Linked DNA regions of Xenopus laevis: region 1 is linked to region 2. The links are chromatin contacts, called in public Hi-C maps. All regions are on one chromosome and are shown on one strand. The core of a region is the stretch at or near the end of the contact, and the rest is flanking DNA. Distances in the headings are between cores, read along the strand shown.

Region 1 (4,085 bases), core at 1,389-3,888, 56 kb after region 2:
CATGTATGCAGTGTTAAAATAATACACTGAACAGCCATATATCAGGTGGCCACCAATGGCTTTTTATAACTTAGGGGGGTTTAATGTTTTAGGTCTGTCTGCGTGGGGTGGGCAAGAAATGGGGTGGGGCTTGGGGGTGGGCTGGACCAGGGGGCCCAGAAAATGTTGACGTACAAGGCCCCGTGATTTCTGAAGGTGGCCCTGTGCACTGAATCCACTATTTTGGATTCGGCCAAACCCCGAATCCTTTGCAAAAGATTTGGCCGAATAACGAACAGAATCTGAATTTGCATATGCAAATTAGGGGATCGGAAGGGGAAAATATTTTTTACTTCATACTTACAAAAAGTCACGTGCTTTCCCTCCCTGCCCCTAATTTGCATATGCAAATTAGGATTTGGATTCGGTTCGGCCGGGCAGAAGAATTCGGTGCATCCCTAATATTAACCAATGTCCCTTTGCTTAGTTTCTCAAAATGCATGCACAGCGAAAAATATTTTAACATGATTAAGCACTGCATATCTTGACAGCGCTATATAAATAAATGATGATGATGATGATGATTAGCTGATTGTCCCATCCACCAAATGACATCATTTCATGCTGAAAATGTTTAAACCTGGGACAATTTTGTCAGAACAATAGCATTGTTCACACACCATCAATATAACATTAAGTGGACAATTATTATTGGATTGTGCGTTTTATATGGCTGACTGCAGATCTGTCCTTCTTTATCCTACTCACAGATCCTATTCAGGTGTGCATGTACCAGTTATTTAAGCTGTGCAGCTCAGCATAAGCTCTGTGGAAAGCAGAGCCATACACACTCATGGCAGATTCCACACGTGAGGTACGTTTACCACATGCAAAGTATAAAAACAACCCACATAAAGCACAAACTTACTGCTAATAGAACTTTACAAGATGTGAGCGCACCCCTTCTGTTTATTTGTAGCCTTTGCCTGCTTGGGACCAGCAGATTAAGGAGGCAGCACCCCAACTGGAACATTTGTTGGGAGTTTTCGGATAGTTTGCATTTAACCCTTGGGAGCATCGAACATTTGATTTTGTCCTTTGGAGTATTTTGACTTTTTTCATTTGTGTGCATTATTTGGTCTTACACACAACTGCCTTTAACTAGGTAGCATCCCTTTCTCTCATCTCAATTTGACTAGAAAGTTTTCATTTGTCAGGCAGCTGGATGGCCCCCTAGCTTGCTAACCAATTTCTGCCTTATACCATTTTGAATATTAAAAGAGATACGCAGCCTTTCCAGCATTCGCTGTACCACAGGGCAAGTCTCCCAGGGAGATGAGAGGCATCCACCCTTCCATTCTATGGAATGACCCGTCTCCTGACAGACCAGTGCAGGGTTTCCAGGTTGGCGGTTTTCCAACCAAATTGGGCTACTAATTTAAAATTTTGAAAGTACAAACTAGCCAAGGTACGAATTTGGGCTACTTTTGGGCATTTGGCTGGTTTGTACTTTGGAAACCAGGCAAAGTTTTTTACTTGCCGTAATGTGCCAAGCCTGTGTCTCCCAATGCATGTTGGGTAATGTAGTTTTTGTTTAACAATTTGCCGAAGTTGAATGTAGGTTTGCCACCTTTTAATAAAATTTCCACCGGCCTGTGGAGGGGGCGGGAACAAAGGGTTGGGTGTGAGGACAAATGGGGCGGAGCCACAACACGTGATTGGATGGGGCGGATTGTGTTGACAAAGGGGGTGGAGCCACATTGTGCAAAGCCGGTGAAAAGGCACGTTTTAACCAGACTGGGGGCAGGCCACGGCCTTTTGTTAGGTGTATTATACAAATTTACCGGCAGCTACATTGCTGGTAAATATGTAATCCTGGCCCCGGCCTCGGCAGGTGTTTTACCGGCTAGACCAGTAAAATAAGGACGTGTGGCAACCCTAGTTGAATGAAAGACTACAATACCCAGCATGCTATGGCACTAAGTGTAGAAGTTGGGAGTTACCAGATTTTGGGCCCTGTACCCCAATCTCCCATTACTCTTAAGAATTCTCACATTTTCCACTGACTTTTCTCAATTTCAAACAATTTGGGGGCAAAAATCTGCTGGCCACCTAAGTGTCCAGATAGAGGTTAACCTGTTTTACCAATATTTATTTATTATGGGCCCCTATACCTCCTGGCCCCTACACCCATCTGTCCCATTTTGCTTCATGGAAAAATATTTGAAAAAGGCATATCTTCCCATATATTTATTCCCACACTATTTTTTTACTCCACTTAGTGTGCTTTTTTTGGGCTACTTTTAAAGTGCCTCTTGTCTAGTTTTGGGATGATTTTGTAGCTGATTTTGTAGCTGACTTTGGCTGAGCCGACCTGAGCAACCCTAGGCCAGTGCCAGACTCCCATTGGCCAATGCGTGAAGAGCCGCTGTGTGCGTCCGTGTGAGGAATGTGCCCGCGCTCTAATCTCTCCCCCTTAAACTGAGAATGTGCAGCCTGGTCCCTCCCAAGACAAAGTAGTGATTCATTTCCCTGTATCCCCCGGCCCGGTACGGGTGTCATTTTACACTCGTTATATAGGCTGAGAGCCGCGGAGCACTTGCTGGCCTCTGTGATCCTTCCGCCCGCTACTACTACTGCCGCCGCCGCTGCTGCCCTGGGTGAGACGCTGCACTGCATGGAGCTGCACTAGATACTACTGCTAGTGGGTGACCTTGTGCCCCTCTCTGCCGCTATCCATTGGGCCGGGGATTTGGGATGATAGGGCTGAAGTCTAGGACCTGTTGCGCTTTCTGTACAATATCCATCATGGACTTAATGGATAAATTAATGGGACTGGTTTTCTTACCAGGGATTCTAAATTTAGCTCTTAGACTACAACTCCCAGCATCCCCTATCATCTCCAACTTAGACTGTTGGAAATCTGCCCCAGAGGAGTTCTATTCTCCGGGGTATCTGCCATATCATTGGCATGATCCACCCTTAGGGAATGTTTCTGCTATAGATACAGTTTTATATTATGTTTGTTTAGTGCATTTGTGTTTCACATGGCTGCTTAGAAACCATTACAGCCTCTGGCCTGTGTCTGAAGTGACTACTGTTTGGCCTAATGCATTTGTATCTGGGTTTAAAGGGGTGAAATCTCTGCTAGTACCAAGAATGCAGGGTTTAAAGTGTTCTGTATGTGGGTGGTCTCTTTCAGCTCTCTCACTTACACCCCTTCTCTTGCCCGCAGTTTGGTGACATGGAGGAATACAAGGTGACTCTGGATGGGCCAGCCCCGTGGGGCTTCCGACTGCAAGGAGGCAAGGATTTTAACATGCCCCTGTCCATCTCTCGGGTAAGTGATTGGCAACGTGGTGTATGGTTGGCAAGCTTCTCAGCTGGAGGAATTGCATCTATTGTATCCATGCAACCCGGCCTACTTCCCTGCAGCCTATTGGACATGAAGGATTAACCTGCCTGATGCTGGAGCCATCATACTTTGTATTAGTTGCCATTTGTGCGGTGCCTGTGTAATCGGCGTAACAATGGGATTAGGTGACTTGTGCCACGCGATCACTGTGGTATTCAGCTGTGTGATATTTTTGCAGACGTTTTTAAACGGTGTTCGTTTGCGTCACGTCAGTTGCATGATCGCTTCAACTCCAAAAAAAAGATTAAAAAAAATCCTATACAAGTAATAAAACTCCCCTCTGCAAACTGTGGCCAGCTCTTTAGAACAGAGACACGCTGCTATTTGGGGAAATTAGTCGCCCAGCGACAAATCGCTTCTTCTTTGGGCGACTAATCTCCCAGAACTGCCTTCCTGCCGGCTAGAATGTAAATCGCCGCGGGATGGCACTCAGAAGGATTTCTTTTTCGAAGTTGCCTCACGAGGAAAACTGAAGCAATCCGAGTGCCATCCCGCCTAGGGTTGCCACCTGGCCGGTATTTTACCGGCCTGGCCGATAAAAATGATGGTTGACCCCAATGTTATTAATATGGAAAAAAGATAAATATATAGGAAGGCCGGTATTTTTTTTTCCAGAAAAGGTGGAAACCCTAATCCCGCCGGTGATTTACATTCTAGCTGGCAGGAAGGCAGTTTGGGGAGATTAGTCGCC
Region 2 (3,964 bases), core at 1,212-3,711:
AACTCGTTAATCTTTAGTTTTTACAGTGTTAAAGTGACTGTGAAAACTGAGAGCCAGTGAATGTGTTTGAGATGAGAACCATATGAGGCTTCTTGCCCTCAATGTATATCTTAAATGTTAAGTGCTTTCATCAGGGCCACACTCAGGAACCCTTTGGGATCCCTGGAACACAATACATTATCTTATTTTTAACACACAAATAAACATTTCTCCAGTTTATTGTGTAAATAATAGAATTGGGTCAACTGGATTGACCCCCTGACAACTATCCAGCTGGAGAGTGTAAAAATATGAAGGAACCAATATGTCCGTGCCTCTTTCTGGAACATTGCAAAGAGGTATTCTGGGAGCCAGAGCGGGAACCTTCTGTGGGGGCAGATGGAGCTGGAGATATCAGAACTATCATGATTTGAGACACTGGAATAAAATGGGGCTTAACAATTAGATATAGGGAGGAACTCCACAATGTGTGTTGCGTTTCGGATAAATGTAGTCGGATAAATGTAGTTCTTACCTGTGATTTTTCCTTCACTTCCTGTTATCTTCAGAACATCCAACACGTCGCATTCTATTTGTCGCATGGCGACGTGTGACACATGTCGGCTCCAGCCGCATCGTGGAGTCCCTCCCATAGAGTTGGCTCCAGTTTTAGTAAACCTTGGATACAGTCAGGGCCGCCATTAGAAAGCATGGGGCCCCGTACAACAAAATTTTCTGGTCCCCACCCACCCACACCAGTTAAAAGACAACACAGACATCACCACTAAAAACTGCAACCCCCCCACACAAGTTATACGCAAAGCCATTGATGGTCAGGGCCCAGTTATAAGTTTAAAAAAAAACTTTGTGCCCCCCATAAAAGTTTTTTTAAGAAAACAATGGTGGTCAGGGCCCCCCTACAAGTAAAAAAAAAAATATTGGTTACCAGGTCCTAGGGTTGCCACCTTTTCCCCCAGTGAAGACCGGGCAGGGGGCAGCCGTGATACAGAGGGGGTGGGGCCATGATGCAGAGGGGCATGATGTGCCGCAGAGGGGCATGATGTGCCATAGAGGGGCAGGGCTATGACTTGGGCAATTGGCCGATCAATCATGGGGAATCCTGCCTGGTTTTCCTTATCTGGAAAACCGGATAGGAAGTTTTGACTTGGGCAGTCCTTCATAATACCGGGTGTCCGGGTCAAAACAGGACAGGTGGCAACCCTACCAAGTTCACCCTATAAGTTAAAAAAAACCATTGGAACCAGGGCCCCCCTTACATGTTAAAAGACATTGGTGGGAGGGGCCTATAGAGTATATACATTGGTTGCTAGGGAATTCATAAAAAAAAACCACATTGGTGTTCAGTAGAACTGAACTTGTGGGATTCAGGACTTCAACTTCGAATCCTTTCGTGGCTTTAGGTCTTTTTGCGGCTTTGGGACTTTGGCTCTTCAAGACTTCGACACTTCGGATCTTTGGGACTTCGCTGGTTTGGGACTTTGGCTGTTCTGGACTTCAGGACTTCTTTGGTTCGACGTGCCTTCGTAGCTGTCAGGGGGGCCTTCTGTTTAGGCCTGGCCCAGTACAACAGAACCCCCTGTGCCCCCCTGGTGGCGGCCCAGGATACAGTCGTCACATAGCATTAATTAGGAACAGTTCTTAGTGAGGAGTAACCTGCAGCCATCTAAATCTTGGTGCCATACTGAGAAATGTAGCTCAAAATCTGTAGGTCACATCCAGTGCCCACTCCTGATGTAACTCACAGCAATTTTATTTATGTAGCCCAGAACATCCCCAGCATGAGCCAATAATGGCTGGATGTGGTCAGTATAGTTCAATGGCCTGTAGAGATCAGCCACAGCCTTGTTTTTCCATTATGGGAAGAGTGTTTCAAAGCCTTGTTGGCTGAATGTTAGTGTTTAGAAACCACAGAAGCATTCAACTGTCCTCCTTTTGCTGCCAAAAAAAAGCAGAGAAACCTTTAATGTTTTACGTCCATCTCTGTTTTTTACTTTATAGGATATAATTTGAGTACAATGAAAGGGAGAAGAAACAAGAATATGTTTTCCCTTGTGCCCGACTGAAGTAGAATGATGATTGCAGGCAGATGTACATGAGAGCACAAAGCAAACTAGTCATTTTTGGGAGGAAGTTACCACCATCATCTATGGGGTCCTTTCCTTCATAATCCCAGTGTCTTTCATTGCTGAATTTATATCATTGTGTATGTCTGAATAAGCAAAAATAAAGAAGAAGAGGGGGAAACTCCAGTCAGTTATGATCAAAGCTGGACAATCTCCAGTTCTTTCAGCATGCAGAACATGGATACATCTGTCTGGGAATGTAAAAAACACAAATTAGGAAATTTCAGCTGGACAGAATCCATGTTTTTTGCTGAGCTCACCTGATAACAGTGCACTGAGCTATAGTTATGGAACAAGGCTCACATTTACTGCTGGCGGCATTATGAGCACAGAGGGGTATATTAACTGAAGTGTGAAAGAACATTGTGTAACACAACTCCCCAGCTCTCTGCTGACTTGTGTAGGATTTTGAGAGTTCTCCTCTGGCAAGCTGGCTTTTTACTCTTTGATAAATATGCCCCAAGGCCGAGGTTCAGCTTTGACTTCTTAGTTAAATAGTTGATAAGGGCCAGAGGCTCTGTAATCAAGTGCACAAAGACTTCCAGCATTGGCTAGAAATACAAAACTGCCACTTCGAATTTGCTTACGGCTCAGAGACATGCGTAATGCTCTTTGTTATGTCTGCACCATTGTTCCACGGGACAGCAGAACGGCCAATACAGCAGGATTTAAAGGGATTCTGTCTTGATTTTTATGATGTAGTTTTTATTTCTAAATGACACTGTTTACACTGCAAATAATTCACTCTACCATATAAAATTTTAATCATGAACCAACAAGTGTCATTTTTTTTAAGTTATAATATTGGTGTGTAGGCAGCCATTTTACCTGGTCATGTGCTTTCAGAAAGAGCCAGCACTTTAGGATGGAACTGTGTTCTGGCAGGCTGTTGTTTCTCCTACTCAATGTAACTGAAGGTGTCGCAGTGGGAGCTGGATTTTTACTATTGAGTGCTGTTCTTGTATCTACCAGGCATCTGTTATCTGGTTACCTTCCCGGAGACTAATCGCCTCTTCTTTGGGGTGACTAATGTCCCCGAACTGCTTCCCCCTGTCTTCCGCCTGCTACAATGATAAAACACCTGTGGCATGGCACTCGTGGCAGCTCGTTTTCCAAAGACGTCCGAAGTTCCTTGTGAGGCAACTTCAAGCAGCTTCAGAAAACGAAGCGCCGCAAGTGCCATGCCGCAGGCGTTTTTAAATTGTAGCAGGCAGAAGACACAGGGAAGCAATTCGGGGAGATTAGTCGCCCCAAAGAAGTGGCGATTAGTCACCGGGCGACTAAATCTCCTCGAATCTCACAGTGTGACCTTACCCTGAAGAGTGACTGAAGTTTATCAGTGCACAAGTCACATGACTGGAGGCAGTTGGGAAACTGACAATATGTATAGTCCCATGTCAGATTTCAAAATTAAATATAAAAAAAAACAGTTTGCTCTTTTGAGAAATGGATTTCAGTGCAGAATTCTGCTGGAGAAGCACTATTAACTGATGCTTTTTGAAAAACATGTTTTCCCATGACAGGATCCCTTTAACCAGCTACACTAAGCAAATGAAAGTCAATGCTCTCCTTAGCTCTGTATATATGTATATATGGATACCTGACCCAAGGTTTCAGCTTAACTGTAAAAGCAATTGGTCCGTTATCCAAGTCTGCTAATAGGGTGGGAACGTAATTATTTCCCCAACCTTTCCTGTTTCAGTGAGAATGCCAGATTTGGTCGGATGTGCTGTAAATTTTTCCATTCAACAAATTGGCTGAATTATTCCATTATATCATGTGATTTTTTTCCTTGTATCAATTACAATCTTTTAACAAAGACTATGTCCAGCAATGTTGCA

The links. A called contact is a pair of places that touch in the nucleus more often than the background predicts.
Region 1: a Hi-C map of the XL177 cell line shows a contact between it and region 2, with 3 times the contacts expected there. The contact joins the promoter of pdlim7.S here to the enhancer-like site in region 2. A contact is called at or near these places in 2 of 4 Hi-C or Micro-C datasets (the XL177 cell line and the XTC cell line).

What each region holds. Positions count from the first base shown.
Region 1 is chr3S:101,059,668-101,063,752 of Xenopus_laevis_v10.1, forward strand. pdlim7.S (PDZ and LIM domain 7 S homeolog) reads left to right here and starts at 2,639. Exons shown (of 9, transcript NM_001087265.1): 1 at 2,639-2,683; 2 at 3,215-3,319. The coding sequence starts at 3,224.
Region 2 is chr3S:101,003,515-101,007,478 of Xenopus_laevis_v10.1, forward strand. No RefSeq gene overlaps it. Among protein-coding and RNA genes, the nearest start is that of fam193b.S, 41 kb to the left of the region's middle. Within about 2 kb of position 2,462, at least 1 of the 7 cell types and tissues checked has an H3K27ac peak or open chromatin away from gene starts, as enhancers often do.